Regions from separate parts of the Mus musculus genome. Here all the other regions are linked to region 1. A link is a contact called in public promoter capture Hi-C data. All regions are on one chromosome and are shown on one strand. Each heading gives the region's core, a stretch centred on a gene start, on an enhancer-like site or on the middle of the called end of the contact. The rest is flanking DNA. Distances are from core to core; before and after follow the strand shown. Region 1 holds the start of Soga1 (suppressor of glucose, autophagy associated 1). Region 2 holds the start of Dlgap4 (DLG associated protein 4). Region 3 overlaps Dlgap4 (DLG associated protein 4). Region 4 has its middle 26 kb from the start of Myl9.

The links. Promoter capture Hi-C pulls out the DNA fragments that hold promoters and counts their contacts.
Region 2: a promoter capture Hi-C map of embryonic stem cells shows a contact between it and region 1. The contact joins the promoter of Dlgap4 here to the promoter of Soga1 in region 1. A contact is called at or near these places in 6 of 39 promoter capture datasets (embryonic stem cells, hematopoietic stem and progenitor cells, liver and 1 more) and 1 of 484 Hi-C or Micro-C datasets (embryonic stem cells).
Region 3: a contact with region 1 is called in a promoter capture Hi-C map of hematopoietic stem and progenitor cells, with 4 times the contacts expected there. The contact joins the enhancer-like site here to the promoter of Soga1 in region 1. A contact is called at or near these places in 7 of 39 promoter capture datasets (the C10 cell line, the HPC-7 cell line, cranial neural crest and 3 more), 2 of 15 datasets of contacts at CTCF or cohesin (the NIH/3T3 cell line and pro-B cells), 1 of 484 Hi-C or Micro-C datasets (the G1E-ER4 cell line), 8 of 115 datasets of contacts at active chromatin or transcription factors (embryonic stem cells, large pre-B cells, memory CD8 T cells and 3 more) and 4 of 9 other capture datasets (adipose tissue, liver, macrophages and 1 more).
Region 4: a promoter capture Hi-C map of pre-B cells shows a contact between it and region 1, with 5 times the contacts expected there. The contact joins the enhancer-like site here to the promoter of Soga1 in region 1. A contact is called at or near these places in 20 of 39 promoter capture datasets (the 3T3-L1 cell line, the C10 cell line, the HPC-7 cell line and 13 more), 2 of 15 datasets of contacts at CTCF or cohesin (the NIH/3T3 cell line and large pre-B cells), 4 of 484 Hi-C or Micro-C datasets (the CH12 cell line, bone marrow-derived macrophages, cerebellar granule neurons and 1 more), 17 of 115 datasets of contacts at active chromatin or transcription factors (bone marrow-derived dendritic cells, bone marrow-derived macrophages, craniofacial prominence and 11 more) and 3 of 9 other capture datasets (adipose tissue, embryonic stem cells and liver).

What each region holds. Positions count from the first base shown.
Region 1 is chr2:157,074,991-157,082,770 of GRCm38.p6, forward strand. Soga1 (suppressor of glucose, autophagy associated 1) reads right to left here and starts at 4,275. Exons shown (of 15, transcript NM_001164663.1): 1 at 3,239-4,275. The coding sequence starts at 3,919. It also overlaps a transcript of Tldc2 not described here.
Region 2 is chr2:156,609,577-156,617,356 of GRCm38.p6, forward strand. Dlgap4 (DLG associated protein 4) reads left to right here and starts at 4,121. Exons shown (of 13, transcript NM_146128.6): 1 at 4,121-4,282. Gm14169 (predicted gene 14169) reads right to left here and starts at 3,846. Exons shown (of 4, transcript NR_040372.1): 1 at 3,710-3,846; 2 at 3,369-3,620; 3 at 2,891-2,998; 4 at 1-1,651.
Region 3 is chr2:156,746,644-156,754,423 of GRCm38.p6, forward strand. It overlaps Dlgap4 (DLG associated protein 4), which reads left to right. Exons shown (of 13, transcript NM_146128.6): 9 at 1,689-1,777; 10 at 2,301-2,713. Among named protein-coding and RNA genes, the nearest start is that of Myl9, 25 kb to the right of the region's middle. Within about 2 kb of position 3,273, at least 26 of the 459 cell types and tissues checked have an H3K27ac peak or open chromatin away from gene starts, as enhancers often do. A contact at or near this core is called in hematopoietic stem and progenitor cells, where this site is marked.
Region 4 is chr2:156,797,183-156,804,962 of GRCm38.p6, forward strand. No RefSeq gene overlaps it. Among named protein-coding and RNA genes, the nearest start is that of Myl9, 26 kb to the left of the region's middle. Within about 2 kb of position 3,624, at least 4 of the 459 cell types and tissues checked have an H3K27ac peak or open chromatin away from gene starts, as enhancers often do.

The DNA.
Region 1 (7,780 bases), core at 3,025-5,524:
AAACAAGAGCATCGCGGAGAGGTCCAGCCCTTGACCATGACCACACAGCAAAGGTAGAATCAGGGCTCCAAGCCAGATCTTTGAGCTCCAGTACTCTGAGATACAACATGGCCCAGGGGGACAAGGGGAACGGTTAGTGGTCATAGGGACCTCAGGCCACTGGGTCAAAGTCAGACCCAGTTAACCTGGCTGCTCTACAGCTAAAGTTGTATTTCTGGGTCCTAAAAACCACATCGGATGACCCCCCCACCCCCCCACCCCCCGCAGACACCTTGACTAGAAGGGACCTCATGTCAGACTGTAGCCACCACACATACCTCCCCAGTTGCACCCCAGGGATCACAACCAACACTAAGAACCATTTACATGATGCTCCCACCAACCCTATGCCTGTATCCAGGCCTCTCTGCATAGTTCAAGTGACACCAAGCTCACCACCTTCCCTGCAGAAGTGCTTTCTGTCTTTTCACTGGCAGAGGCTAGAGGTTCTGCTACCTCTCTAACTTAGGTCCTAGAGCAGGGGTTCTTAAGACAGGAGATATGCAGTTACCCAAGGGTCCTTCCTGGTTGACAGTTTACCCACACCGTGCCACCCCTAGCGCACACACACACACACACACACACACACACACACACAGGGAGGTGAACCTGACGAGAGAGCCAGCTAGAGTCCAGGGCATTCCCTGGACTCAGAAGGTCAGTCTGCAGTGCACACCCTGGGGATTTGGAGTCATTTTCCTTCTAACCCAGTTTCTGTACCTCAGATGTAAAGTAGTTTAGAGAAACAGGAAACACTCAGGAGACTGCTTCTCCCTGACTCCCAGCCCTGGCTGCCTGGAGCAGGTCGCCTTCCTGCTCTGGCTAAGCCAGCCCCTGGCACTGTGACAACATAACACCTCCAGTAAGAAGCTGCCCTGTAGGTGTACAGTCCACACTCCCAGGGCTTTTACTGTATCTCCGTGAGGGCAGACACTGTGGAAAACAGCCCTGCAGAGCAGTGTGGGTACTGCCTGAATGCATGCAGCAAGAGTTGGCATGGCTCCCTTCCTCACTCGCCCAACTTTCTTCAGTCTAGAATGTTTTTCTTGCAGCTCCTCATTTGGCTGTCTACATCATCTCCCAACTCCTGGCCTCCATGAGTCCTCTGCCCCACCTCCACAAAGCTCACCCTTATCACCAGGCGCATTGTGTTTTGTTGTGACTATTGTTTAACTCTTGGTGTCACAGAGGCTCTCCCTAGTTCACTCATACTCCAAAATCTGCTCTAAGCAAACAGTGACTGACTGGATGGATGGATGGATGGATGGCCTCGAGGTAAGGAGGAAGACCCCAGCCTGATCCCATAGAATCCACAAAAGAATGTGACAGATGCACAAGGCACCATGCTCTCCATCCTGAGAGCAGCAGGAGATCTCAGCCACCGCATCTGAAGTTTCCTACCGTGCCAAATGCTCTAGCTACGTGCACATTTAATCTTTAAGGATGATCTGTGTGTACTTATTCAAGTCTTAAGATGAGAAAACTCAGGTCCAAACATGGTAAGTAATGTGCCCAAGATTACACAGCCAGGAAGCTACAGATCCAACAGGGGCCTGAAGCTTTCGCCCAAAAACTCAACTGAATGGTTGGCAGAAAGTGAGGCTCAGTCTGGCCCTGGAACTGGAACTCAACCCAGTCTTGGTCTCTAGGAGAACCTGGACTCGACCCCCAGCCTCCTGGGACCACTTTCCCATCTACATACTCATGGGTAGCTTCAGATGGAGTTAGGGACTCTGTCTGACCACTTCCTGGGAGCACAGGAAAGGGCCCGGGATCTGGGCAGGAAGAAACCAAACCAAGAACTGTGAGTTGTGCTCATCTGGTGCTCGGGTCCAGGTCTGGAGTAGCTCAGGCTGGGAATTCAGGAAGCCACGAGGAGCATCTCGGAAGACTGACTCCATCCTCAGGGCCTGCACTCTAACCACTGACTTCAGAAGACTTCGCCCTCTAACTGAACCCCAGCTCCCAAATGTCAACAGTGAGTAACACCTTTGTGAAGACTTACACTCCCATTTAACTGAAAAAAAAAAAAAATGGAGGCCTGGTTTGGGGAAGGCCCAGGCTACAAACAGGTGGTAAATAATCCTTTGTCAGATAGACCTGTGTCCTCTAGTGTACAGGAGTTTCCTGAGAACATGCTGGATAGAGGACCCAAAGGAAAGCAAGAGGGACACCCCAACATCCTAAGGAAGACTCCCCCGACAGTAGAAGCAAGAGGCAGTTAAGTGCCACAGGGCAGACATGTCATTAGAGTGCTGTCAACTCAATGGCTCCTGGCCAGGGCACTCTGGGTGTTGTGCCAGGCCATCAACTGTCAAGTGCAGACAATACTGTAGCCTCTTCCAGCAGCGGCAGTGCAGCCCGTGAAGATCCCAGCTTCCCACACCAAGGTCAAGAAGCCAGGGCAGGACTGTCCCCATAGCTGCCACCATGTCAAAGAAGAGGCAGCCAGAGCATGGGCTGCACCTAGGTGCCCAGTCACCGACGATTGCTTCTCCCAGACAGCTCTCCAGGCCCACACACAGAGGGAATACCCCTAACCAGCAGGACAGTTTCCCTCTTCCCACAGGGAGCACGGGCCAAGTCTGCCCAAACCTCTCTCAGAGGGGACAGAAGACAATATCCTGGGATTGAGGAAGTGGCCTCTGAACCAGTTCTCCCACGACATCATCCTCCCAGGCTGTGGGACCGTTAGACTGGGCGGAAGTGGACTCGAGCCAAGGGGATGTTCCCAGATGTCACGCTTTCAAACTGGATCCGCCCCAAAAGGCAGGCGAGGACAGGCCTGCCGGGGAAGCCCTGGGTAAGGACTTAGGATGGTGTTCTGCCTCTCCTTGCCAGGGGATAGCACGGTTTCCCTGGCAGCCTAACACACGGACATTGGTTCCAGAACAGAGAGCCGAGAAAGCCTGCTGATCTGGGACCGGGGTCCTGGGCAGGTTAGAGGGGGGGAAGGTCAGCCTTGGCTGACTATCCCCACTCACCCATCAGAACGTGTCCTCTAAAACAGTTTTACCGCGGGTGGGAAAGTGCACATTGGGGTCCTTTACTCGGTGTCTTATCCATAATCCTCCTCACCGGAAAAGTGGGAAGAGAAGGTGGGGCACTCTCCCTGCTTGGTCAGCGCCCTGGACTCTTGAGCCCGGATGACCAGTCCTCTCCCGCCCCTGCGCCTCCCCCATCCCCCCCAGGTCCCCACCTTGAGATAGTCGTTCTCGGAACGCAGCTCTTCCAGCTCCCGCACCAAGCCTCCGGGCCCACAGTCCAGCATCTCCTCGGTGAGGTCGGAGAAGGCTAGCGAGGCGCTGAGTGGCAAGCGGCTGCTGCCCACCGACGATGCGGCCACCGACGGCTCATCCGGGGAGGCGGGAGGCCGCGGAGGCTGCTGCCCCGACTGCGCTGGCTGGGGCGGCTGCCCGGTGCGGGTCCCCGCCGGGCCGCCCGCCGCAGACTCGGCGTCGCTGCTCAGCGCCAGCTCCAGGCCCAACTGGCGCGCCTCCTCCGACGCGCAGTCCGACACCTCGGAGCTACTGTCCGTGAGGCTGGGCGGCGGCGGCGGCGGGCGGGGCCCGGTACCGGGACGAGGGCGACCCTTGGCGCGGACCCCCGTGCGCACCCCGGCCACCCGAGGCCCCGTGCCTCGGGTACCAGGAGCCACCGCGCGCCCCTTCTTGTCGGGCCTCGCCGAGGACGCGGTGCCACAGGCTGTAGCGGAGCCCGGGCCTGTGCCGCGGCGGCCTTTGGCCAGAGACCAGCCGGCCACGTCCTTGGGCCGGGCTGGTGATGGCGCGCGGTGGCTTTTCTTCCTCTCCGCGGCGGGCGCGGGCGCAGGCGGGGGGCCGTAGCCCCGCGCCGATGACTCTCCCGCTGGCGTCTCCATCGCGGCCTCCCCGGGTCTCAGCGAGCGGCGCGCATGGCCCGGGAGTGGCCGGCTTGGGTGTCCCTGCGGCGGGTCTCGGATGCGCTCCCGCCGCTCAGGCCGCGACTGCGCTCCGGTCTCCTGCGTCCGGGGGCTGCGCTCGGGCCCTGCCCCGCGCCGCGCGGCCTCTCCGCCACTCGGTGCTCTCAGCGCGCGGCCCGATCTCCTCCAGGCGCCGCGACTCCGACTCCGGCTCCGCCCGGTGCCCGCCCCCTCCGCCTCGCCGCGCCCCCGGAGTGCGCCCGGACCCCGACTGCAGCCTGCTCGGCGATCGCCGCCTCGGACTCCCAGTCCGGCTGAGGCCAGGGCCCCGGCTCCGCCCGGCGCGGCCCGCCCCCCACGCAGCCCCGCCAGCTCCCCGCCCCGCCGCCTCGGCTCGGGGGCGCGCGGCTCGGCGAACAAAAGGCGGACGCGGCGGGAGCAGCGGGGAGGGACGCGAGCGGGGAGCGAGGGAGGGATCCGCGAGGCAACAGCGACCCCCTCGAGGGTCAGGCGGGCCCGGGCAGCCGCGGCCTCGGCTCGCTCCCGCCGCTCCGGGCCGCCGGCCGCTCCTCTGCGGGCTGGGGGATCACACCCGGCCGAGGAGCCTGGAAGCCCGGCGTCGCCGTAGGGGCCTCGTGGACGACAGGAGAGACTATTCCCTGGCAGAGGCCCCGCGGACCTCAAAGGGCCGGAGCCAGCATCCATGCACACCCAGCACCGCGCCGCGCGCCCCTTGTGGGTGCTGAGCCTGCGCGAACTCCGCCCCCTTTAACTGGGCATGACAAACGACCCCATCCTATAGAACCTTAAACTGAACACGACCTGGCACGCGGTCGGTTCTTGGTCTGAGAAGGAAGCAGGATGGATCCTACAGAGTATGCTGGACTCCTTTTGCCTCGTCTATCTGTCCGCTGCCATTGGAACCGTGGCGTTCCGCGTGCATCTTGGATCTTGCACACCCTAGTTGCCTATGAACCCGGGCATAGTCTTGTCTCCCCGACCCCAATTTCATGGTCTTTGCGATTAACTTCAGGCTGTGCCTTGAGGATGCCAGACCGTTAGGTGCTTAGGGGGCAGGTTCTAGGCCGGTTAGGGGCTGGCATGGGACTGTGACCCTGAATACCAACAGGGTCAGATTGACTCCACCACAGACTCCAAGGCCCCAGTATTGGTGGGCATGGTTTCTTTCCTCTTGAGCTATTCAGGCTATCAGAGTTAATTTCTCAGAATCCCTTACACCTTCCTCACCTCTGCCCTCTCCACACTGTGCCTAAACCATAGTAAGTTCTTTGGCCCTGGGAAGGCACTCATCAGCATGGTAGCTGCCCAGTCTCTTGCCACCCAGAAGGTAGCTCGTACACACACACACACACACACACACACACACACACACTATGCAGCCTCTTTTTCTTCCTTTAGACCCTTCTCGGTCTTTCTCTCCCCTTCTCTTTTCCCCCTTCTTTTCCATGGGTTCCTCGTCCTCCTCTTCTTCCCTCATCTTTACTTTGGCTCCTCCCCTTTCTCCTAACCTGACCTACATCATGGCCAACTAGTTCAAGGTCTACTCCTTTTTCTTTTATTGACCCACCATCCACCTCGAAGTACAAGCAGGTCTGCCTAGCACCTGGGAACCCTGAGGACCCTGGGGAGTCCTCCTACACCCAAGCCGCGGAGTCCAGTCCTAGCCTGCTCTAATGGGTCCATTACAAGTTCATTATCGTGATTGTCCCTGCTCTTAAGGGGCTCATTGAAGTGATACAGAGAGAATGTGCAGTTCTTGAAACTTGTTGCTTCCTATAGAACATGGGTTTTTGCAGTGTGAGGGCATATGCATGAGACCATCCTCAGCTGGGTAGGCACTAATGCAGACCATGCTCCATATTTCAACAAAGAATCTTAGAATTCTCCCCCCACACCTCTCTCTCAAGATGGTGTCTCATTTTATTGCCAGGCTGGCCTTGAATTCATGGGCTTAAGCTTTCCAAACAGCTGGGAGTACAAAAGTCTGTCAACTCTTGTCTCAGAAGGATTAAGGAACTTTTTTTTGGCTTTTCGAGACAGGGTTTCTCTGTGTAGCCCTGGCTGTCCTGAAACTCACTCTGTAGTCCAGACTGGCCTCGAACTCAGAAATCCACCTGCCTCTGCCTCCCGAGTGCTGGGATTAAAGGCTTGCGCCACCACCGCCCAGCAGGATTAAGGAATTTATGTCTGGTTGCATTCTCCAAAAAGAAGCACATGATATATATTCCAATTGTTGTTGTAGTAGTAGTAGTAGTAGTAGTAGTAGTAGTAGTAGTAGTAGTAGTAGTAATGTGTGCATGTCACACATGCATACACACACACACAAGTGCACACATGCCACAGTGCACATAAAAGGTCAGAGGACAACTTTTAGGAGTTGCTGTCACCCATCGGATCGCTAGCTCTTCTCATAGCCATCCTGGCACTGCCAACAGCCTCAGGGTCTGCTTCCTGCCCTCCAGCCTGGGCAGAAGACCTCTGTGGCATGGCATGGCATGGCATCTGGCAAGCCCTCACTCACAAGCTTTCTCTGTTGCTCCCTCTCTCCATCCGTGGAATCCGGTCACCACATGAAAAGTACGGTTAGGTCTCATGGGGTGGTCCCGTAAAGTCCGTCCAGCCAACTCTAGCTCTAGTCCCCACTGGCTACCGGACCTTACAGAAGCTTCCCTGACAGCCTGGAGCCACCACCAGTGAGGAGTAGAGAAGTGAATTCTCTCACCAGCCCTGCCACCTAAACTGTAGAACAACTCTCTGAAGGCACCAGGGTTTGCCTGCCCCAATTTTTTTTTTTTTCACACAGTAGTGGGTTACTGGAATGCACAGCCAAAGTCAGACATCCGGTCAAGGAGGAAGCCTTCGATGGTGGCTTTAGTGGCGGGGATGGTGACCCAAATGGAAGACCAGCTTCTGCTTTCCCATCAAGCTACCAAACTGACCAACAGGATGGAAACCAAGTAGAAACTAACTCACTAAAGTGAAGATTGTTTTCATCATACAAATCATGAAAGAAATAAGCCACTGGCTGGTAAATGGAACCCATGTGAACGGGGTTATTGGGGAACCCTCTCGAGGAAGTGACCTGTATGCTGAGTTAGCCAAAGGGCCTGGGAAGAGAATCTGGGGCAGACTGAAGAGCAAGGGCAATGTCCCTGGAGGAGGAGAGAGTGTGACAGATGTTCAGGGAGGGGTGATTAGTGTGGCTGGAAACCCCTGGGAGATAAAGGAACGGAAAGCACGGATTGGATTGTTCCCAGTGCAGTGACAAACACTGGAACCTCTAAGCAGGGAGTCACAGCATCTAATTTACATCCGGAAGTAGATCTCTCTCGGCTGACAAGAACAGCTTAGGGGTTGAGGAACATGACTGTGGGGGCTAAGCGGGCTCTGATGCATCTAGAAGCCATAGAAAAAGGATACATTCTGCTTTAAAGAGCCAGACACTGTTGGCCGGAAGCGAGGACTCGAGTGAGTGATGTCAAGTTCATCTCCTGTCACCTGCTTTAGAGACAGAGCAGTGACAGAACAGCCACTGTTTGCTTCAGCAGGAAGGACAGGCTTGGAGGTATGGAAGGGTAAGAGAGCCTCAGTTCATAGAGGACTGGGTCAGTTTGAAGCATCCGTGGAGATGTCCAAAGAGAGACCCAGAGGGAGGATGTCAGGCAGGTGCCATAACTACCTGAGTTCAGAGGATAGCAGGATGGCCCAGTAAGCACAGGTATGTCCCCTTCTGGTCATTTTCTCTTGGTTATTTTCAACTTGTGTTGCTGAAATCATACAGAATTGTAGATTCCGTGCTTAGTAGAGCAGAGGAAACAC
Region 2 (7,780 bases), core at 2,871-5,370, 470 kb before region 1:
TGTGTGTGGAGTGCTCATGCACATGTGGGTGCTAGTGCATATGCCTATGAATGTGTGTCTGGCCAGAGGTCTTTCCTTAGTCAGTCTCCATGTTCCTTTCTTGAGACAAGGTCTCTCCCTGGACCTAAAGCTCATCAACTTGGCTAGGCTGGCCAGCCAACAAGCTTCTGGGATCCCCCATCCTTGCTCCCCTCTCCCACTTTTTACATGGATTCTGGAGACCCGAGCTGATGTCCTGATGCTCAGACAGCAGGCGCTTTACCAACTGGGCTTCCCCAGCCCTCTCCTCCTCCCCCCCCCCCTTTTTTTTTTAGTATCTCAGACACTCGGAGCTAACAACCCTGCCTCCACGGTGCCCTTCAGCATTGGTGCGGGCATAGGTTTAGAATGAACACACCGTATTAAGTGAGCTTCTCCCTGGTCCACCTCATTCTCAGTGTCACTGTATGTATGAGTATCAAGATGACATGCCTTTGCTCCTGCTTGTTACTGTATGCTCACAGCTACCACCTTGTGCGGGCTTTTGTCCAGTGACTGTTGATTGGAATCTGTTTATGTTGGGTGTGATCCTGATCCCGTTGTTCTACGGCCGCGGCGTCTATATCACTGTTCACTTGTTCATTGATTTACCCTCCCTGCGGTTGCTAATTGGACTGCCTTCAGGTCTTCTGCATTGCAAAAGGTCTCTGTGCACCTTCCTGGGCATCTCCCACCTCCACTCACTGTAGCGTGGGGACCTACAGGGTAGCTTCCTTAGGAACTTAGTAGGCATTCAGACTCCAGGGTCCTGCTGAGGGGGCCTGCTTGGGAACTGAAGGGATGCTGTATGTGGAGCAGCAGTGAGATTGGTGGATCCTGTGGGTGGTCTAGCTCCCCCTCCTTCCAATAGGATGTCAGGGCTGCCTCTGAGCTTCATCTTCGCTAACTTTTGCGATTGTCCTAGTCATTTTTGCCGGTCTGTGGGCATACAGTGACAAATGGTCATGGCCTTGATTCACGACCCCAGTAGCTAAGAAGCACAGGCATCATGCCTACCACATGTTTACCCTTTGTGAACCTCCTGATGCTTTCTCTCACCTAGCCCAACACTGACTTTGTGTTTTCTGTTTTCTCAGCTGGAGGCATCTCCCTGTGTCACTCCTTGTCACCTCCTTCAGGAAGCCTGCCTAGACTTCTGCTCTTTAACCTCACAGAAAGGAAAATTCGGTGTCATTGTCCCTTCATTTCCTGCCTGGGAGCCCCGCCTAAACCAAGGAACTTGGAGAGTCCTGCATGGCTCAATCCCACAGTAGTAAATATGTTCTAACTCACTTTTTATCATTTAAAGGAAATGTTTACATTTTCAAACAGTCTAAATTATGTGTGTGTATGTATGCATATATAATGTATATATGTATGTATGCATATATATGTGTATGTGTGTGTGTGTGATGGTGGCATATACACAGTAGAGTTTCATTCAGTCACAAGGACAGTGAAATCATGTTCTTTGCAGGGAAATGGATGGACCCGGGGATTATTGTGGTGAGAAAATAGAGCAGCCTCGAGGAGACAAACAGTGTGTGTTTTCTCAAATACGCAGAATCTACATTTAAATATATGCACATTATATGTATGTGACATGAAAGCAGAAAGGAGAGGAAGTAGGAGGCTGGCAAGGGGAGGGGTGGAGGAGGGGAGGTACAGAGAGATAATGTTTAATGTCATCATGAGCCCATTATTTTGTATATTAACTAAAGATGAATTAAAATGTCCGAATTGCTAGCTTCTCTCAGCAAAACCAGAAGACATGGCCTCATAGGGACATCTTTTTTAGGGTGACAGTTTGCTGGTGCAGAGGGTAGCAGACCCCTGTAACTCGAACTCACGCCCTGTGCAGGCCCTGTCTGTGGCCATGTGGGCTTGTGACCCCTACCTCTGCAAGCATGCCTGTGGTTTCTTTCTCTCAGTCTCTCTCCTCTTTCCAGTCTTCCCCTTCCCACCTCTTCCCTGCACAGCCCCAGCAGCCTCTCTGGCCTTTCCTGTCTCTCCCAGTCACTGTCCACGCCACAACCCTGCTCAAGAACCAGTATCGCATCCACTCCCTGTTCCCTTCCTAGACACTGCCTGACTTGTAACAAGAAGTATTATCACAATATAAATGTATCTGGTTTACAAATGTCTAGATAACAGCACAACAGGCACTTGAGACTGCACACTGTTTCAGGGACACTGAAGCCTCTACCACACTCCCATCACCTGTCCTCGGGGCCACTACTTGTCAAAATCTGCTATTCATCACTCCTGTGTGTATTCTTATATTACATATGCCAGTGTCCCCAAATAATGCATAGCCTTATGTTGTCTGTTTTCCAACTATGTGTCCGATTCTTCCAGCTGCAACTTGCTTTTTTAAAAATCCAATTACATATTATTATTATTATTATTGTTAATGTTATTATTATTTTAAAGATCATATTGAATTCAGGTGAAGCTCACAAGTCATGAAATCCATCTCTGAGTCCTCACAAGCCAAGTGTGGCTCTGTGACCCGTCCTAACAGATGTTTGAGGCTTGTGGCATGGGGACAGCCTTCTGTGGTCACTGTTTTACCCGGCTCCAGACAAACGGCTGTTTAGACTGTGATCAGCTTTTCACTTATAGTCAGTGCTGCTGTAAAGCCTCGGTGAACAAGGCCCTGAAACCCTTTTCTGAGGCCGGTCGACACCTGCTCATTTTAGCCAGCTACACAGTGCAAGGCCACTGTTCAGCCCTGCCAGAGGCTTCCGAATCCATAGAGGTCTTCTTAGCTACCCAAGGGAAGGGACCTTGTTCCTCTCCAGTGACAGCTGCCTGAACCTACAGTCCCTCCTCTCCTGCCCTTCACCCTCCTCTAGGACTCCAAACTGACCTTTCCTCTGCCTATCTTAGCCAGGAAGCCAATTCCTGCAGCATGGGTCATGGCAGATCTCCTCTGGGCCAGTAGCTGTAGTTGGTGGGAGTCCAAACAGCACAAACCCTGGGAGAAAGGGAAGGTTGGTTGTTTTTTTTTTTTTTTTTTTTTTTTTTTTTTGAAGGGAGGCATGGGTGGGCCAGTAGTGTGAGAAGCTGGTACATGAAATTGCTCTGGGTCTTGAGGGATGAGTAGGAGTTTGTCACTGAGAGATGGTGGGAGGGCATTGCAGGCTCAGGCAAGAGGAGAGGCTAGGACTAGAATAGTGGGGTAGAGATGTGAGGAGGGTGGGCAGGCAGTGGAAGAGAAGAAAGAGGCCTGGAGGAGCCTCAGTTGCATACCTAGTATTCTCCAGGGACAGCTGTGTGGGAGCCAGGGGAGGAGGCACATCCATTTGACACCTATTGAATGCCATGATCCAGTACGAAGAGCTTACCTCTATTCTTTATCTCTTCGGTTTCTTAAGGAGGTAGATGCTTATGTGGTCCCGATTGTGCGGGTAGAAAAACGAGCTCAGGGAGAAGCACGGACTATGGTCCGTGATCACAGAGCCCCCGTGAGAGGGAGGACAGGTGCCCGGCCACGAATTCCAGAGATGCGTTAGCCAGCCAGGTACTGCTGCCCAAAACAAGGGTTCTCCAGGAAGCGGGTCACCGGGAGGGGGCACCCGATCCTAGAGGCAAGAACCCTAACGGGAGAAAGAGGGGTGAGAAGAAGCCTGACTCCCGCAGCGAGACCCAGACCAGCCGCATCTTTCCCGTGCCTCAGTTTTCCTACCCCACAGTGAACGCAGCCAAAACACCTTCCTGCCGACCCACTCAATAACCCAGGTTTCCAAGTTCGCGCGCCACCGCGGCCAGCGCTGTGTAACCTCGCTCCGGTAGTCTGCCCTCTCTGGACGATCGGTCGCAGATTCCCAAGCGCTCTTTCCGCTACACACCCAGCGTCCGCAGCCGCGGTGCCCCTCCCCTCCCCTTCCCTTCCCCGGGCGGGCGGCGGGGGTGGCGCGCCGGGCCCCGAGCGGCCCCCGCGGTCCCCCGCAGCCCCGGGCCCCCGGCCTGATCCGCGCCTGGTTTTGGGCGCAGCCGCGCGGCCCCCTCCCCCGCGCGCGTCTCCCCGCCCCCCGCCCCCTCCCCGCCGCTCTCGGGGAGCCGGGGCCGCGCGGCTCCTCCTCCCGCAGCCGCATCTGGGGCGCCGCGCCGGCCGGAGGAGAGGCATGGGGCGCCCGCGGGCCGGGGCCGGGGCCGGGGCCTAGGCGAGCGAAGCTTAGAGCGAGCGGAACGAGCGAGCGAGCGGAGCGGGCGCAGCGCAGAGGCCGAGTGGACCGAGGCGGTCGAGCGCAGGGCGCAGGTGAGCGCGCGGGGGTGGCACGCGTCAAGACCCTCCTCCGAGGCTAGATCGGGGGCAGCCCCCAGCCGCGGGCAGACCCCGGGACAGATGCGCTCAGCGACGGGGTCTCCCGGATCCTCTGACGGGCAGTGGCGCCCGGGCCTGGGGACCGACGCGGGCCGGCCCCTCCGATGCTGTCGGCCCTTCCCTGGCCGGGGCGCAGGAGCGGTTCCCGGCCCTCCATCCGCAGGCGGCTGGCAGCGGCAGCCCCCTCCCAGCCGCGTGTCCGGGCGGCCGGGGCTTCCTTGCCTTCAGCCTGCCGCACGCTCGTACTCCCTTCCCGGGATCTCCCCGGGACCGGGCATCCGGGGAGGGGGCGGGCGACCCCGCGCCGCATCGCCCCCGGAGCGCTCGTCTGCCCGGGAGGGGCCGAGCGACCCTGGCACCTGGGCTGTGGGGGGGCCGCTCACATGGCCACGGGAGGCCCCCACGTGCGGCGCCCCGCGGGAACGGGGGTTCGCGTACAGAGCGGGTGGAGGATAGACCAGGTGGCTGCGGAGGCCAGCTGGGTCCAGATGTGCAGGGCCTGCTGGGAGGGGACATGTGCTACCTGGGCAAGTGATGGTCCCTGGGCCTCCTTGGGCAGAGCTTGCCTTGTCGGATTCCCCATCCAGCCCTTCATCCATCTCCTTTCTCGCGTTCTTCTATGCTGCCTGTGTTGCGGAAAGGGCTGTCACCGACTGTTGATGTTGTGGGGGAAAATGAAATGGGGGAAGGGTGGTGGGTAGGTGGGTGGGTGAAGGCCAGTTGTGGCGGAGATACCCAAAGGATGGGGAACCTTACGCTTGGAGGACTGTGCTGATGGGGGGGGGGGGAATGTCCCAGCACCTCCACCTGCTTGGAAGTAGAAAATGCAGAGGGGGAGGGGGCTGCAGTCCCCAGCCCTAAGGAGGCTGGACTGCCCCGCCTCTACTCTTGGCACCTCCTGTGCGGTGGGGGAGGGTCCGGTCCCTCTGCCTCTGTGGCTTCACCAGACAGGACCATGTCAGAATGCCTGTTGGAGGAGTCTGTGGAATTCTTCCCTCAGGTGGCTACCTCTCTCCCCTTCCTCTGGTATAGAAAACTGTGGGCTGCCTGGGCCAAGGGTGGTCCGAGGGGCCTGAGCCAGACTGTTAAGGACAGCGGGACTGGGTGGGGCCGCAGAGCTGGCTTCCGGGCTGATAGCCGAGGCTCGGGTTGGGGGGCCATCCTCCCCCTCAGCTGGGCTTCAGCGACTGCTCAACAAGCTCCGAGTATGTTCCCAGTAGCTTCTGACGATGCTGTCTGTGCACGTGGGGCAGGCGTGTGTGCCTGTGTCTGTATTGGGGTTGGGGTGGGATAGAGTGTGTGGGTTCTCCGGAAGCTGGGCAATGCCCGGTGTGCCTGTGAGTGGTGTCCGCGAAGCCCTCGTCCATTTAGGCCAGGTGGAGCTAGGCTGGGCACTGGAGAGGTAGGTGGGCAGGGCCCCGAGTCAAGAGAAAGTGTGGGGTAGGCAGGGCCTGATGACTGACTTACAGAACCCGGTACCCAGGACTATCCTGCTGGTGTCAGCCAGAGATGAGCTGCAGGTTTGAGGGCTGTGCCCCGGGCCGGCGCACGGCTGCTTGGCAGCCGAACTTGCTGTTTTGAAGGAAGGCTGCGCAGCACTCAGGGGCTGAGGGTGGAACGTGTACTTGGGAGCTTTCAGAGGACTCAGTGACGTATCTAGTGTATCGGGGCACCCACTGGCATCTTGTTAGGATTTTGTGGCTCACAGGCATCTGGCTTCATAAATGCCAGCGTACCTACACACTGAGGGATATTGTCCGCTGCCCTTTACCCAGCAGAGAGCAGGGTCTCGCCCCTCCCCTACAACTGTAATTGATGAGTACTCATTGATTTGAAAAATAAAATAAAATAAATTTTAAAAATAGCGTTCCCGAACTCCAGTGGACTTTAGTATATTTTCATTTAAACATTCCGAAATGGGAATGAAAAAATTTTAATTCTGATTTTCTGTTTTTGGAAAGCATATAGTTGGTCCATAGTTCCCAGCCTGAAGCCCAGCCCCCTCCCCGCAGCAGCTACCTCTCAGCTGCATCTTGCTCCCCATCTTCTCTCACTTTGGCTCTGGTCTCCCTGGCCTGCTTTCAGTTCCTGGACTGTGTTCAGGTTGCATTTAGCCTCAGGGTCTTTGAGCATACTGGGTCCTCTGCCCATACCCCCTCCCCCAAGTCCCCACCCACATCACCTACTTAACTCATCAGCCTGGCCTCATCCTGAACATTGCCTTTGGAAAAAAGCCTCCTCCGTGCCCAGGCCACTGTGTCCCTGTCAACATCTCCACAGCCCCAAGACCTCTGTGCTGTGACTGACATGGGAGGGGCGGCGACACACCTTCCCATTAGCCTCCTTGTGCTGAGGACGGGTCTTGACTGGCTGAGGGAACTTGCTCTTGTTTATTTATTATTTATTTATTTATTTATTTTTGGTTTGAATGAATGGGTGAGTGTGAACTGGGGCATTCCAAGTGGAGGATGGGCACAGAGGATACTTGGTCAGGTCCAGTTGCCCACATGACTGTCCTTATGGGTTCCTCTGGCTCCAGCTGGCTCTGTACACCCAGAGGCACTTGGCAGACTTGTGGAAGTTATAGGTCTGTGGCCTCTAAAATCCCAGTGTGTCCGTGGGTAGGTCCAGCATCTTTGGGCATTCCTGTGGCCCCGTGGTTGGGTACCTGTTTCTGCATCACTTCGTGGGTTCAGATCAGTTGCCTACCTAGCTACCTCTTGTTGCATTTATGGGAGTGGGGAGTCTGCTAGCTACTAGTTTCTTGCCTGCCATTCCTTCTTTGGGCCACTAGTGTTTCCTGCTCCACTCAGTGCTTAGTGCTGGGGGGCGGGGGTGGTGCAGAGAATCAAATCAGAGGAGATCTGGTACGTGACCTGCTGCTCTTCCTGTCCTGGGGACCCGTGCTGCCGGGTGCTGGAAACCTGTCCCCAAGAACATGTGCTGCTCTGGGCTTGGGGGGCCTCAGGGATGTGAGTGAATTGAGCATGAAGGAGCAGGACACTGCCGGCCAAGGACCCCACAGGCATTCATAAAGCCAGGAAGGCAGCCTGCGTCTTAATCAGAGAGGTGGCCTCCTGAGTGGTCCTCGGGGACACTGGTCGTGAAGATGAGCTGCTTCTGTGCGCACTTTGGGGCGCAGGATCAGGCTTGGTCTGCTCTAGTAAGTTTGAAGGACTGTGTGTGTACAGGTCCAGGGTTGTGGTCCACAGACTGAGAGGGGCCAGCAGTTTCTCCTGATGGGTGATCCTGCCATTAGAGAGGTGAAGTGGGCTGGCTCAGGTAGAGACATCACTCTTAACTGAACCCTGACTGGGCACATTAAGTAAATGGCTAATCCCCTGCAGGGCTTCCTATGGTGGGGACACAGAGACAAATGTATGCTCGCTCAGTCCACTGGACTCTTTTGTTGGGCTCTTAGCTGCACATGAC
Region 3 (7,780 bases), core at 2,023-4,522, 330 kb before region 1:
CCCTTGAGCCATGGGGTTTTCAAGGGGAACTTGACCCAGAGCCCACTCAGGCCTTGGGGACAGGTAGGTCACTTGAAGCACCAGACCCATGGCTAACAGAGTGTGATGGCAAGTCTATGCCTCCCTTCATAGAAAAGGTCCCACAGCCCCAAGTCCCACATCCCATCACGAAGCTAAAGCCCAGTGCGTATTTATCTCTGTGGTGCCCGGCTTCTCCTCCACTCCCTCCAGCTCCCAGTGCTAGGTGTCTGTTCTCTGATAGCTGAGGGAGACAAACTTGGGCTCAGCCTCACAGTTTTCAAGAATTGGTCTAAACCCAGAAAGTCCTCTGCTATGCGCGCGGCTGGACCTCCAGGCTGCAGTAGGAGGCAGCTGTAGTGGACAAAGGTGAGGGCAGGGGTCCGGGGTGGTGGAGCACTTCCAAACCAGAGAAAGGGTAGGGGAGAATCCGGAGGGTGCGGTGCATTGTGTCGGGCTGCAGGAAATCCATTGCCTCTCTCCAGCAGCAGAGCAATGACAAAACACTATAACGACAGGGAGGAGAGCAGGGATCCAGGCAGGGCCTTGTCAGAGATGGCTCTGGTCGTCTGTCCTCCGTGTACAGGAAGGAAGTTGGACAGATTCTCCTCTGGCTCTCTCTAGCTGAGTTTCTTAATGAGTGCCTAGCACTTGGCCCCTACAGCCTTTCTAGGTGGGATTCTTACAGACATAGGATCCTCGCTGCCATGTCTTTGGGAAGGCCATCTCCTTTTGGCCAAACCAGATTCTCTTCCCTTCCTAGTAGGCCTGCGAGTCAGTCAGGGCCAGCTTTGGTTCTTTTACTCAGAGCATGGCCCTGGGGAGAGGGTTCTGGCTTAGTGCCTTCTGAGTGCCTGGCTTCACCCTGCTCCATGCCTCGTCATAGCTCCTTGGAGGAAATGTGATTTTATTCCTGTCCCAAGCAGAAAGCTTCCATGACCCCTGCCCCAGAATCCCAGCTCCTGAGGCTGTCATTTCTTCTCACCCTGACACCTCAAGGCCCAGATCAGATGTGAGCTCCCCCCTGTGCTGGGACCATGATGGGTGGGTTTAAGCTGGCTGCCCTGTGGTTGGGTCCGGGGAATGGCTGCTGCCATATTTGCTCCCCTTTACAAAGCAAGTGTGACAGGTCCAGGGGCAGGATCCCATAGCATTGCTGGCTCTGGGTTCTGGGTCTGAGAATTGCTGTCTGTGGCTGGCACTCACTACAGGTGCCGCTGTTCCCCTTTCAGGCTGCACTACAGGGTTAGGGGAATGATCTTTGCCTCCAGACAGCCCTCGGCTTCAACTACACCAGATAACGGCTGTGGCTTTGTGTGTGTTCTCTCCCGTCGTCCTTTTTTCTCTCTGATCGTGTAAAGGAGAGGACTAGAAGGAGCGGTTCCCACCTCTCGGAGGACAACGGACCAAAAGCGATCGATGTGATGGCGCCCTCCTCAGAGTAGGGAAAGCCAGTCATCTCCATCCCCTCCCGCCTCCTCGCGAATGAGCAGTGCCCGGCTTAACCTGGCCCTACTTGGGCCTACGTGCAGTGTCTGCATGCCTCGTGTCCGTCTGTCCACATGTCTGTTTGCGTCGTCCCACTAATGTGAATTTCAGCAGCAAGTGTGGTGTTTGTTTTTATTCTTGTCTTTGTCTCCGTGCCGTGGCTGTCGTTGTCCTTCAATAAGGTTGACTGCATTCAGCCAGTGCCAAAAGAGGAGCCCAGTCCCGCTACCAAATTCCAGTCCATCGGGATTCAGGTAGAGGACGACTGGCGGTAAGTTGGACAGAGGTGTGGTGGCTGCTACTCCCCTCTCCTCTCCCTCCCTCCGCCCTCACCTCTCCTGCTCTCCCTAACCCACTTCTCCTTGCTGGATTTCTAATAACCAAGCCGGGTGTGGGTGTGGGTGGTGGCTCAGGTGTGGGGGCTGGGCGGGGCAGGTGGGTGGACACATGAGCGCTTGCTCTGAGACCAGTCACCCCAAGGGGAACGAGGCTGGGCTGGGCTGGGCTGTGGCCCCTGCTCCCTGATACTGGTGGTCTTCCTGGCCCCACTGCAGTAAACAGACAACCTTATGACCTTGTCCTTGTGTGTGTGTGTGTGTGCGCGCGTGTGGGCATGGGCAGGGTGGGCAAGGGCTGAGCAGAGAATGAGCGGGGGCTGTGGGACCCGCTTCAGGCGCATGGTGAGCAGATGATGCATCCGTTTCTCTGTCTCCCCGTGTGTCCGGGTCAGGTGGCTGCTGGTTTCTGGCCCTCTTAGTGACTCATTCCTTCCTGTCCCCATCCTCCCCCAACAGAAGCAGTGCCCCCTCTCACAGCATGTCCTCCCGTCGGGACACTGACTCTGATACCCAGGATGCCAACGACTCCAGTTGTAAGTCATCTGAGAGGAGTCTCCCAGACTGTACCTCACACCCCAATTCCATCAGCATTGATGCTGGCCCCCGACAGGCCCCCAAGATTGCCCAGATCAAGCGCAACCTCTCCTATGGAGACAACAGCGACCCTGCCCTGGAGGCGTCTTCGCTGCCCCCACCCGACCCTTGGCTGGAGACTTCCTCCAGCTCCCCAGCAGAGCCCGCTCAGCCAGGGGCCTGCCGCAGGGATGGCTACTGGTTCCTGAAGCTCCTTCAGGCAGAAACGGAGAGACTGGAAGGCTGGTGCTGCCAGATGGACAAGGAGACCAAAGAGAACAACCTCTCTGAAGAAGGTGGGTGTCACAAGGGTGATCCCCTGGGTGTGTCTGGAGCCTCTCGGGGAGGATCATAGGCCCTGTTCTTACACTCACTTTGTGAGCTTGCCTCTCAGTGTTCATTCTTTCCGTCTGCCTAGCCAGACCTCTTCCCAGATGAGCATTATGATAGTAGCTCCCTGTTGTCAGGCTGTGGGCTTGCTCACACACGATCCCAGCTCAGTCACCTGCTTTTGATCTTCATCTCTGCCCGCATAAGAACCTTGTGAGGACTGAGTGGTAATTAGTGGAAAGGCCCTGACGAAGTGCTGGACACAGACCTGCCACCCTAATTATACCTGCCCAGCTCCTCATTGAGTGCTTGTGTTCCCTAAGTACAGGCATCTGACATGGCCCCACAGGAGAGAACTGTAAATGGCGAGAAGAGTTCTGCTTTTCTACCTAGTTTCCGTCAGTACTCTAGATACGTAACAAAAAGGAAGCTAAGAAGCTAGGCCCGGCCAGGACTGCCTGCACACAGGAGCCCTGGGTTTATCTTTGCGCACTACCAAGACAAAGGGGCCAGGGAAAGGGACAGATGTTGTGCAGGGAGCCTGAGTCACGGCCTGCAGCCAGAGGCTGGGAACCTTGAGGCTATCACCCTGTGCTGACCACATTCTACTAGAGCTCCGCTTCTCAGGTGGTTCCTCTTCCACTGAAGGTTCAGGAAGGACAGGCCTCAGGGTGCGGGTAGGATAGACTTGTATCCCAGTGGCCCTGATAATGTATTCTGAGGACACCTTTGATGACTTACAGGGTGTTGGAAGAGTCAGTTTTCACTGTCCTCTGAGCCTCTTCCCTGCTTTGATGTTACACCCACCTTGGGGCAGGGAACTCTTGAGGTTTCTACCTAATAGATTTAATTATGACGTATTTAAAAAAAAAAATCAGACCAGTGGCAGAGATCAGAAAGCACCAAGTGTCTGACAGAAGGCAGCCAACCAGTGCTCCCGTGGCCGTGCCGACCAGTGCTCCCGTGGCCATGCCGACCAGTGCTCCTGTGGCCACACCAGTGGTCTGTTCTGTATTCACCTGCATACTTCTTCAGTGCAGTGTGATGGCTTTCCCTTTCTTCTTCAGAGTTAAGTCACTAAGTATTAATTTCTTCGGGCTTCCTATCTTTCCTGGTTCCCTTGTCTTGCTTGGGCCTGGCCATGCTCTCTGGATCTGTTTCCACCTGTAAACCTTGTCCTTTCTTCCTCAGACACTGCTCTGGGCCCTTTCCCACTGGACACTTCACCTGCTGGCTGCTTGATCTTCGACTCACTTTTCTCTTTATCCTGAGAGAACTTTTTGGATAGTTAGCATGCCTTTCAGACCTCACAATTTAGGCATAAAGTTGAAACTCATAATTGCATTTACATATGTAACTACCTACACATTGGCGTGCAAGGGACAATGCAGAGGAAAGTGTGCTGTCCGAGATCACCATCTCTGACCTAGGGCTCTGCGGTGTGGTGGGTGCTTCCTGGTGATGAGCAGTTCGAAGCCATTCTGCTTCTCTGTCCTTGGATTTTATTCTGGAAAACTTTAGGCACTTGACTGCGTCTGGTGAAACTTGTTAGCAGTATGTCTATAAATCCCGGCTCCTGAGGCACAGGCAGGGGACTCATGGGTGTTGTGACTTAGCCTGGGTTGCAGAGTGCGACCATGTCTCACACAAAGCATAATACTACCACCACTAACTTCTCACTTACATTTGTTTTTTTTGTTTTTGTTTTTTGAAATTCCTTTCACATGACTTGGCTGGGTTGATCTCTCATCTTTTCTTACCTACCCTTAAGGTCTTGCTTTGTAGCCCAAGCTGTCTTTGAACTCATTATGAAGCCAAGGCTGGCCTCAAACTTAAGTTCTCTTTAGTCTCCTAAGTCTGGGACTCCAGGAAAGCACCGTCATAACTTTGCCTTTCCTCTGTCTGCATACTGCATAGTATCGTGTGTGTGTGTGTGTGTGTGTGTGTGTGTGTGTGTGTGTGTGTGTGTACCATTCCTTTGTGCTGCTGGGTGATGTTCCATGTTCCCGAGTGTGCCTGTCTTACTTACCGGACAGCGCGCTGGTCATTTCTGTCCTAACCGCCGGGCTGTTAGAACTAGCGTTGCAGTGAACAATGGATTTGCTCAATGTTTTGAGAATCAGCTATATACTTTGAAAGGCCTTCTCGTTCCCACCTTTCTCAATTATTTAGACAGAGTACCACTGTATAGTGTGGCTGGAACTTGGGGCCCTCTTCTCTTGCTTGGCCTCCCCAATCCTTTTTTTTTTTTTTTTTTTTTTTTTTTTTTTTTTAAAGATTTATTTATTTATTATATGTAAGTACATTGTAGCCGTCTTCAGACACTCCAGAAGAGGGCGTCAGATCCTGTTACAGATGGTTGTGAGCCACCATGTGGTTGCTGGGATTTGAACTCCAGACCTTCGGAAGAGCAGGCGGGTGCTCTTACTCACTGAGCCATCTCACCAGCCCCTCCCAATCCTTTTTTTAAAGATTTATTTCTTTGTTATATTTAAGTACACTGTAGCTGTCTTCAGACACTCCAGAAGAGGGCATCGGATCTCATTACAGATGGTTGTGAGCCACCCTGTGGTTGCTGAGATTTGAACTCAGGACCTCTGGAAGAGCAGTCAGTGCTCTTAACCCCTGAGCCATCTCTCCAGCCCTCACCAATACTTTTTAATTTGCCTGAAACTTAGTGTAGATCTGCCTGCCTCTGCCTTCCAGGCGCTGTTATTCAAGGTGTACACCACAACTGGCTTGAGCGTTTATTTATTCCAATAGAAAGACATTATTATTTTAACTATACAACATATTAGTGAATACACCACATTGCACTCCAAAGGCCAAGAGATACGAGATGACATCTCCTGACTTCTGAGAAGCTAGAGGAGAGCAGCAGTGAGAGACATCTTCCAGCCCTGCTCTGGGTGGGCCTGGCTCTTCTAGGAAGGAGTGCTGCTGTTCTCCTCTGCTCTTCAGCATGGGCCACGGGTCTCTCTGCTGTGCAGAGTCTGACCAAGGCATAGGCTTTGTATGCTCACATGACATGTCCCACCAGGCGCTGCACACTGTGCTTCTGCCAGAGCCAGCGCTGCATGGCAGACACTGGAGACAGGCTTCAGGATCTGTGTCCTGCTGCTGTCATCTCCGTCTGTCACACATCTTTTCAGACTGTTCCTGCATAGCCATGAGGGTTCCTTTCCTGTTTCTCTGTAGGGTTAGAGCTTTCCTGGAGTGTCCAGGAGCTTTAGTTGTCTCTTCCTATTTAAAAGTGACACTTTGGTGGTGAGAGCAAGAGTGGCTGCTCTTGTGACCTGGCGACAGCAGCAGCAGCATTTAATTCCGTCGAGAAATTTAAAGAAAAGGGAAGTGGCTGGGGTGATGGGCAGCTCAGTAGTAGAGCAGTTGCTCCGCACCCCTAACATACACACTGCATGGATGAAAATAACACACCAATAAAAACAACAAACGTCTCACTGTTTGTAATAGGTGTGTTGGCAATATCAAAGATGAAGAAATATTACAAGTGCCAGAGTCCTTCTGTAATAACATAATGAAATCTATTTTGAATAATATCGCTATTAATATTTGTATGTAAGATTTTGAATATTTATTTTCAGTTCTTTTTACTATATCCCTATGAGTAGAACTGCTGACTTCTTTTCCCTACTTAGCCTTTTTTTTCGTAATTTTTTAAAATTTTATTTGTGTGTGTGTGTGTGTGTGTGTGTGAGTGTGTGTGTGTCTGTGTGTGTCTGTGTGTGTATGAATATGCTGTAGCTGTCTTCAGACACACCAGAAGAGGGCATCAGATCTCATTACAGATGGTTGTGAGCCACCATGTGGTTGCTGGGAATTGAACTCAGGATCCCTTGGACAAACAGTCAGTGCTCTTAACCACTGAGCCATCTCTCCAGCCCCTTTTCGTAATTTTATTGTGGCAAAATATTTAACATAAAGCTCACCTCTTTGTGTGTGTGTGTGTGTGTGTGTGTGGCACTGCAGATAGATGCATATACCCTGTGTACACACACTGAGGTCAGAGGTTGATGTTGGGTGTCCCTTCCCTCCATTACTTCATGCAGAGGAGGGGACATGTGCCAGAAGACAACCTGAAGGAGCAGGTTCACCTCCCACCTGGGGACTGACCTCAGGTCATCAGCCTAGGAAGAAAAGCACCTTCAACAGAACCAGCTCACCAGCTCACTGATTCCATTTTGAGACAGGATCTGATCGTGGCCCAGGCTGGTGTTATATTCTCATCTTGAGTGTTAGGTTTAAAGATATGCACCATCACTCCTGGATCCATTTGCCCATTTTTACAGAGATCCTTAGTTGTCTTATTTAGACATTACTGTGATAAAACTCCATAACCAAAGGCAGCCTAGGGAGGAGAGGGTTTATTTCAGCGTGCTCTGGCCACTCCCATTCCATCACTGAGAAAGTCAGGGCAAGAATTCAAGGTAGAGACCTGGAAGCACAGACCACTGAGGAATGTGCTTATAGCATGCACAGCCTGCTTTCTTACATACCCAGGGCCTTTTGCCCAGGTGTGGTACCACCCACAAAGGCCTGGCCTGGCCCTCCCCACATCAGTCATTACATCAAGAAAATGCCCCACAGGCTTGCCTATGGGCCAGTCTTGTTGATGTAATTTTAGTTCTGGTTCCTTCTTCTCAGATAACACTAACCTGTGTCAGGTTGGAAAGGGGATGAGGAGTTGTAAAGGTCCCAGGCACTAAACCTTTGCTATGTGCACAGCTCACAGGTATTCCCACCCCTCCTGAGGGTTATCATTTTCTTTTTATTTGTTTAATTTTCATTTTCATTTTTACTTATTTATTTCTCCCCTTTCCCCATGCCCCCTCTCCGGGAAACCCCCTATCCCATCCTCCCTCCCCCTGCTTCTATGATGGTGTTCCTCCACTCACCCAACCACTCCCACCTCCCCACCCTCAATTCCCCTACACTGAGACTTCATAGGACCAAGGACATCTCCTCCCATTGATGCATGGCAAGGCCATCCTCTGCTACATATGCAGCTGGAGCCA
Region 4 (7,780 bases), core at 2,374-4,873, 280 kb before region 1:
AAGATACTTCTAAATTGGGATCATATTTTATGTACTTCTTATCCTAGAAACTAGACTTAGAAGGGATAAGATTTAAAACAATATCTCTCTGATGAGGTATTAAAAGTTAGACTGTCAGCTGGAGAGATGGCTCAGCGGTTAAGAGCACTGACTGCTCTTCCAGAGGTCCTGAGTTCAATTCCCAGCAACCACATGGTGGCTCACAATCATTTACAGTGGGATCTGATGCCCTCTTCTGGTGTGTCTGAAGACAGCTAGAGTGTGCTCATATAAATAAAATAACAAAACAAAACACATTTACAAAAAAAAATGTTATACTGTCATACATTGATATATAAGAACTGGCAGCCAAAAACTTTGTAACGTGAAAGTTAATGCTTTTGGTATTGGTTTTCAAAGAGAATAGATTGTTTATACTGTTAAAAATTGGGTTTTGCTTTCCAAAGTTATGGTTATGCTCTAATATTGCAAAAGAAACTTAAAAATTATGGATACACTGCCAGTGTTCCACTGATTGTGTAAGACCCCCGAAGCTGGGCCTCCACTCAAGTCCCGGGATGAGCTGGCCAGCACCCCAATGACTCAAGAGAAAACCACACCTGATGCAAACTGCAAGAGGTTTTATTATCAGCTAGCTGAGGATGAACTCCTGCACCACACAGGACAGGGGAGTTCGACCCTGAGTGGTGACAGTAGGGGGCTTTTAACAGCTAGCTGAGGAATTGGGAGGAGGGTGAGAGGAGTTGGGAGGAGCTGGGAGGAGTTCTTCTCTTTCGGGTGTCCTTGGTGAAGATTGGTGAGTTCTTTCTGAACTTTTATCACCGTGTCCTCGGCAAAGGAAGCCAGGCAACTGCCTGGCTGAGTCTTTTACAATTATCGCATCTCTGGTTGTAAAGTATAGAGGGAATCATGGAGCTCCCTTCTCCTTCCTCCTCCTCCCAGTCCCAAGCCCAGGAATCCTAAATCCCACCTATGTCGCTGCTTCTCCCTTGCTATTGGCTGCTGGCATCTTTATTCACCAATCGGAATTAACTGGAGGCAGGGTCCCTCAGTGTCTTAGGTGCAGGCTATCTCATGCAAACAATTTTGGGGACCCAAATTAACATTAAAATACAAGCAGCCTTAGGCTAAACCCACTACACTCCCCCCTCTTTTGTCCAATTAAAAAGGCTCTTTTCTCTCAGATATTAATTGAACATAATTATAACAATTATGCAAATTATAAGGTAACACTTATAACATCCAGTTCATCATATGTATCAATTTAGATAAAGTACTCTATGATCTAGCCTAACTTAAAGAGTTTACAATTCTATACCTCAATTATGTTTGATTTTAACTCTTTTTTTTTTTTTTTTCTGTTTCCAGAAGCCATCAGCATTTGGCCTTAGGAGAGTAGAAGGAAGTCAAATTTCCAGGAGCCATCAGCTCTGGCCCCCATAATAGTCAGAGAGAGTTAATTGCCAGAAGCTATTAGCTTTTGGCCTCAGAATTGCAAGAGAGAACTAGGTAGCCAGAAGTCATCAGCTTTTGGCTTTCATCCAACGCTGCACCCACCTTGGATATCAAGCATGAACCCTGACATAAATCATTTACAAAGATAGCCCAGGGTTCAATTAAATCTTTCACTGCTTTTTTACAAAGATTAACTTCAGCTCTAAATAGAACAATATCAGATACAGATGCTAGGGAATTTTTAACCAAATCTTTCTCTTTGGGAATGCTAATGCTGAATGCAAAATGGCTATTAGACCTTTTAGGACCAGATCTGCACCTACTAACGAACAGATTAAAGTACTGGGGGTACTGAGTCTAATGCTTACGATTCGGCTGAAGTTGGACAAAAAAATGTGAAATGATTGGAAAACTCAAAAAAAAAAATATTCATTGCTGTAGCGGTGAAAGATCAGTCCATTTCCTCAAGGACTGCAGATACACAGTTCTGAGGATAAATTCTTCCCTAATGATAATCCAGGGGAGAAAGTTCCCTGTGACATATAGATGTGGAAGGAGTGGACCCAGGGCTTATGAACGTAGATCATCCAGAGACATTTGAGGCAATCCCTTACTGTTGGACAACTGACTACAGAGCCTTGCTTAGGGCCTATCAGAAAACAGCACGAATCATTTGTTTCCTGTCAGACAAGGAAAAACAGCTCTGGAATGTGACTAGAAAAGTTAAAGCCCGGCAGGACAAACAGCGCTGCTCAAAACTTAGATACAGCATTTACCAGAGAAAAAGTAGTACTTACTAATAGAATATGAGATTCTGAATATAACAGATATTCTGGCAAGCTGCCTTAAATGATAAGAGATGAAAGTTGAAATGACAGTCGGATGGAATTGAGATTGAAGGCTTAGTGGATACAAGAGCAGATGTAACAACAATTTCATAAGATTCCAGGAATCCAGCCGGGCCACTTCAAAAGTATCTACAGACCTTCTAGGGATTGGAACATTGTCTCAGGTAAAACAAAGTCCAAAATGTATGAAATGCATATAACCACTAGGTCAGACAGGAAGATTAAAGCCATGTGTGGCAGATACAGTCATGAGCATATGGGAATGAGATCTACTGCAACAGTGGGAAGCACAGATCAGCATTCCTCCAACTTCACAGAAAATAGGAGATGCTCCCGACAAAGGTACTGAGAAATGTTATGAAAGATAGCAGCAGACTGCTCAAGCTGTCTGTAAGCAGACACAGCACAGGTTGGCAATCCAAATCTATGAGGAGGGCCACTGCTGATAGTGTACCAACTGCCCTACACTAAAATGGTTAACTTACCAGCCTATTTAGGTAGAGCAATGGCCCTTACATTTTAAAAAGTTACAGCCACTTGATCCAAGGCACCTAGAGGCTCAACATACAGAAGAGTCTAAAAGATCTCACCATACTTGAAAGGAAATGCTCATAAAACAGAAGAAGGGTATGAGATTTCCCAGAGATAGATTAAATAATGCCTCACTGACTTTACATTTTTTAAATGCCAATGAGACAGGTAGCACAGCTGCTGAAAAACATTGGATTTTAGAAAGGACTGCAGAATGAAATTAGCCCATATATTATAAGGATGTGTTAACTTCAGAATGGAAGTCAGGGAATGCTCTGGAGAGAGGATTTGCTCTTGTTTCAACAGGAAGTGGAAAGTTATGGATTCCTTCTAAGTTAAGGGAAGGCCTCCTGAAAACCTTGGCTGTAAACATGGAAGGAGAGACCCAGAGGAACAACATAGCAGCTGTCTTAGTCAGGGTTTCTATTCCTGCACAAAACATCATGACCAAGAAGCAGTTGGGGAGGAAAGGGTTTATTCAGCTTACACTTCCATACTGCTGTTCATCACTGAAGGAAGTCAGGACTGGAACTCAAGCAGGTCAGGAAACAGGAGCTGATGCAGAGGCCATGGAGGGATGTTCCTTACTGGCTTGCTTCCACTGGCTTGCTCAGCCTTTTCTTTTATAGAACCCAAGACTACCAGCCCAGAGATGGTCCCACCCACAAGGGGCCTTCCCCCCTTGATCACTAATTGAGAAAATGCCTTACAGCTGGAACTTGTGGAGGCATTTCCTCAACTGAAGCTCCTTTCTCTGTGATAACTCCAGCTGTGTCAAGTTGACCCAAAACTAGCCAATCAGCAGCTGACACAAATGCCGATACCCTTACATAGGAACAGCTCAGAGACAGGAATGTCTACAGAAGCCGATAAATCTTGTTGGCTCCCTAGTCCTCAGGGCTTATTATTACACACCATCCTTTCACATGACATGGATGAAGATTTACATTACAGTTTGGTTATGCAGTCCAAACGGAATTAGAACGTTTGATGCCTTTCACCTACTCAAGCACAGCAGAGACTCATGTTTACCTGATTTGTGCACACTACACATTCAAAATTTGTGTTAATGCATACATGTAATCTACCTTTAAAAGTTTGTGTTTTTAGAGGAAAAAGACGAGGCACCAGTGAGGACAAAGCAAGTGGTCCGTGGTGATCCAGCCTCACAGACTGCCTCAGTCCGTTTCCTCAAAAATCTGCATCTAGGACAGTTTCAAAGCAGCCAGCACAGATGGTCCAGCCTCACAGACTGTTCCAGCCAGGACTGCAGTTAAGCCCTGCACTTTCCTATCCCACAGAGCCTGGACAAGTGAAACAGCCGGCTCTCCCAGGACTTCACCAATGTCCCAATTTTTTTAGGATGCTCCAATGATGCCATTGCAGGAAGCAATATTCTATATATATATTTATTGTATATGAGTATAATGTAGCTGTCTTCAGACATACCAGAAGAAGGCATAAGATCCTATTACAGATGGTTGTGAGCCATCATGTGGTTGCTGGGAATTGAACTCAGGACCTCTGAAAGAGCAATCAGTGTTCTTAACCACTGAGCCATCTCTCCAGCCCTGGAAGCAATCTTAAGAAAATGATGCCCCATTTCTGAGAGGAGGGGTGAGGGATTTTGGTCATTGGTTGGGTTATGGATGTTCGCTGTTGTTTAGGGGTTGGTTACAAGTTACTAATGGTCGTGGTCAGGGATGTTAGACTCAGGGAATCTCTTTCTTCCCCTATCTTTCTTTCTCTCTTATCCAGTGTTAGGGGGAAGGAGGAGAAAGTGAGACAAAAAGAAATGAGGGGAATATATGGATATAGGGAAAAGAAAAGTAGACTATTGAATCTACTTTTAGGCTAGAAAGCAACATGAAGTATCAAATATTTTACATTGGTATGGATTTTTGTATGTTGACAGAAACGTAAGGTTATATTTGCCAAAACATAGTGTATATATTTCTCAACTCTTGTTTAAGGTATTGTTCATATGCAATTCATCTATAAATTTGATACAAACTTCTAGTCCCTTTGAATGCTGCTATTATAAACTGATTAGGATAATTAAGAAATAAAAGTTAGTAGTTGGTTGTTGTGTCTGGCCAGCAGATCACAGCCTGGGTTCTAGCCTGGAAAGGCATTTTGGAAACCTGGAAGAGAAGAGGGGCTAGGCGACGAGAGAAAGAAATGCAGCTAAGACAGGCATTCTGATCAAAGCTCAATTTTACTGTTTTGCACGCAATTATAAAGCAGGGGAAGGGGGCCCAATTCCCGCCAAATAATCTCGGAGTCCAGTAGCAGGGTGACCACGTGTATGGCTCCAAACAGCAAAGCTGCACGTTCCAGCAGTGGGCGTGGCAGAACGATTGAGTGGGAAGCTCCACCCCTGAGCAAGCAGGTTTCAGGCTGGGGGAGGGGAGACTATAGTTGGTCACCTATAAATAATCTTAATTGTAGTCATGTTAGGCACTAGTTAAGTTAATTACAGAAACAAGCTTTATTTAGTCTCTATATAAAGTGAATAGCTAGAAACAAGCAATGTTTATCTACTGAGATATACTTTAGGTAGGCAGATGGTCTTCAAAACACTTCAGAGATCTGCAGAACATGGCATTTAAGATATTTTAATAATAAAGGACTTTTCTGACAGAGACATACAAGTTCCTGGCAGCACCCATTCTACTCTAACGATTATGATGGGCTTTGAAGAACCTGCACCTGGAGTTTGCCTCCACTGTGGCAAAGATGCCATTGGGAAAGCAAGCAAACAAACAAACAAATGAACAAATGCCTCTCATCTCAGTTACTGACAGCATGCTGTCCAAACCGTGGACACACAGGACACAGAGAAGTTGATTGTCCAACTTCGGTGAGACAAGGTAGGCTAATCCTTCAAAAGTCACGGATGAATCTATCAGATCTTATTGGCTTGATGTCCGAAGATGGATGCCCCAACAATATGAAGGAACCTTGGGTGACTGGACTGTCCAGGCAGCCAGCAGTCTGTCATGTCTACAGCTTTGGGAGCTGCTTGCTCTGCACTTCCTGTTCACTCAGGTAACATTTGTCCTTCTTGGGTCTCAGATGAGGTTGAAGGCTAGAGAGTTATAGTCTTATAGTTTTCCTTATTAGAGATTAAAAATGCAGGCTGTAGGAGTCAGAGGATGTGAAGGCTTGAACGGTGACCGAAAGTGATTTAGTCAGTGCAAAGCTTTGGACTCACCAAGATAGGAAGGTAATGAAGGGTTTTCTCCAAGACTGGCACATACAAACGGACTGAACGCGGTGAGTGTCGTTCTTACCCGATAGTGTTCATAATTGTTCTTACTGTATATAGTTGTTGATGTTAAGAGAAAAAGCCATTTTGGGGACTAAACGGGGGAGAGATTGGGGTATACTGTGCGAAGGTATGTCTCTGTCCTTCTCACCTGCCTAAGGCATTCTCTGATAGGCTTTAATAAATAGCAGACGGCGAATAGCTAAGCAGCAAGTGGAAGGTGGGACTTCTCTGGTAAAGAGAAAGGGATGTTGGGAGAGGAATCAGAAGTAAAGGATTCAGCCAGCAGACGCAGAGGTGGACAGATGTGAACATGAGCAGAGAGACAGACCTGACCACATGACAGGATGGAGGCAGAATTGGTGGGGTTAGAGGAGCTGAGGGGTAGCTCAAGCTAAAGGCCTAAGCTTTTAAAATATACAAATGTTTTTCTATCTTTATTTACATACCCAGTAGGTCCATGAGAGTCCAGTTATACCCCTTCTTGCCAGAGTAAGCAACAGAAGCTGAGAGTCCCTTTAAGAAAGATAAGCAACACAGAAGGATCTTAGACACCAAGCTGTCAAGAAGATTCTGAGACCAGATACCTGAAACAAAGAGGAGCCATGTGAGCTGCTCAGAAGAGGGTTAGACCATCTGAGCCACGTGGAAGGGACACTCTCTGCCCTGCTGAGCTGCCTGCAGGCTGTGCAGTGTGCTCCCGGGTCCCAGCTTTCATGAGCTGTCACCCATGCTGGGGTAGGCCTTGATCCTGCAGCTGTCTTTGAGTCATTTCTGCTCCTGTCTTTCCCCTCACACATACTCTTGCAAGTAACCCCAGTTAAACTCACAGGATCACTGTGTTGGACTTTGGTGATATCATACTTTGGTCTGTTGTGGGTTCCCCATCTGGGGTGAGTAGATATTTCGTGTTGCCAGGAAACTTTTTTTCTCATACAACAAAAGCAAGTCTGGACTATGTAAGACCCTTTCTTTAAAAAATGTAGAGAGAAGAGGAAGTCAGACATTTCGAATTGGGAGGAGATGAGGGAAAAGGCCAATTGACAATCTAGTTGTAAGTTAAATCTTTGTGTTATTTTGTGATGGATCCCAAACTCAATATGCTAACATATGTTCAACCTGACTGGTATTTGAGGGTTGGAAGGGTGGTAAAAAGCCACTATACTGTCACATTGCCAAACTTAAAGCAAGAGACAGAACTAAACACTGTCAAAGACGGAGAGGAAAGGAATCATCTTTGCTGAGCAATGGGAAGAGAGAGAGACTGGACAGTAGCCAATGGGAAGAGAGACTGGACAGTAGCCAATAGGAAGAGAGAGAGAGGCTGCACAGTAGCCAATGGGAAGAGAGACTGGACAGTAGCCAATAGGAAGAGAGAGAGAGGCTGCACAGTAGCCAATGGGAAGAGAAACTGGACAGTAGCCAATGGGGAGAGAGAGAGAGAGAGAGAGAGAGACTGCACAGTAGCCAATGGGAAGAGAGAGAGACTGGACAGTAGCCAATGGGAAGAGAGACTGAACAGTAGCTAGGCACTTAAGTAACTTAGCAGCTTTACACCCAACTGCGGAAGGAAGCAGAATCAGCGGCTGGAATCCACGTAACGCCTAGGGAGACAGAGACAGGAGGACTGCTCACAAGTTCTGGGCCAGCTAGGGACTATGTAGTGACACCCTAT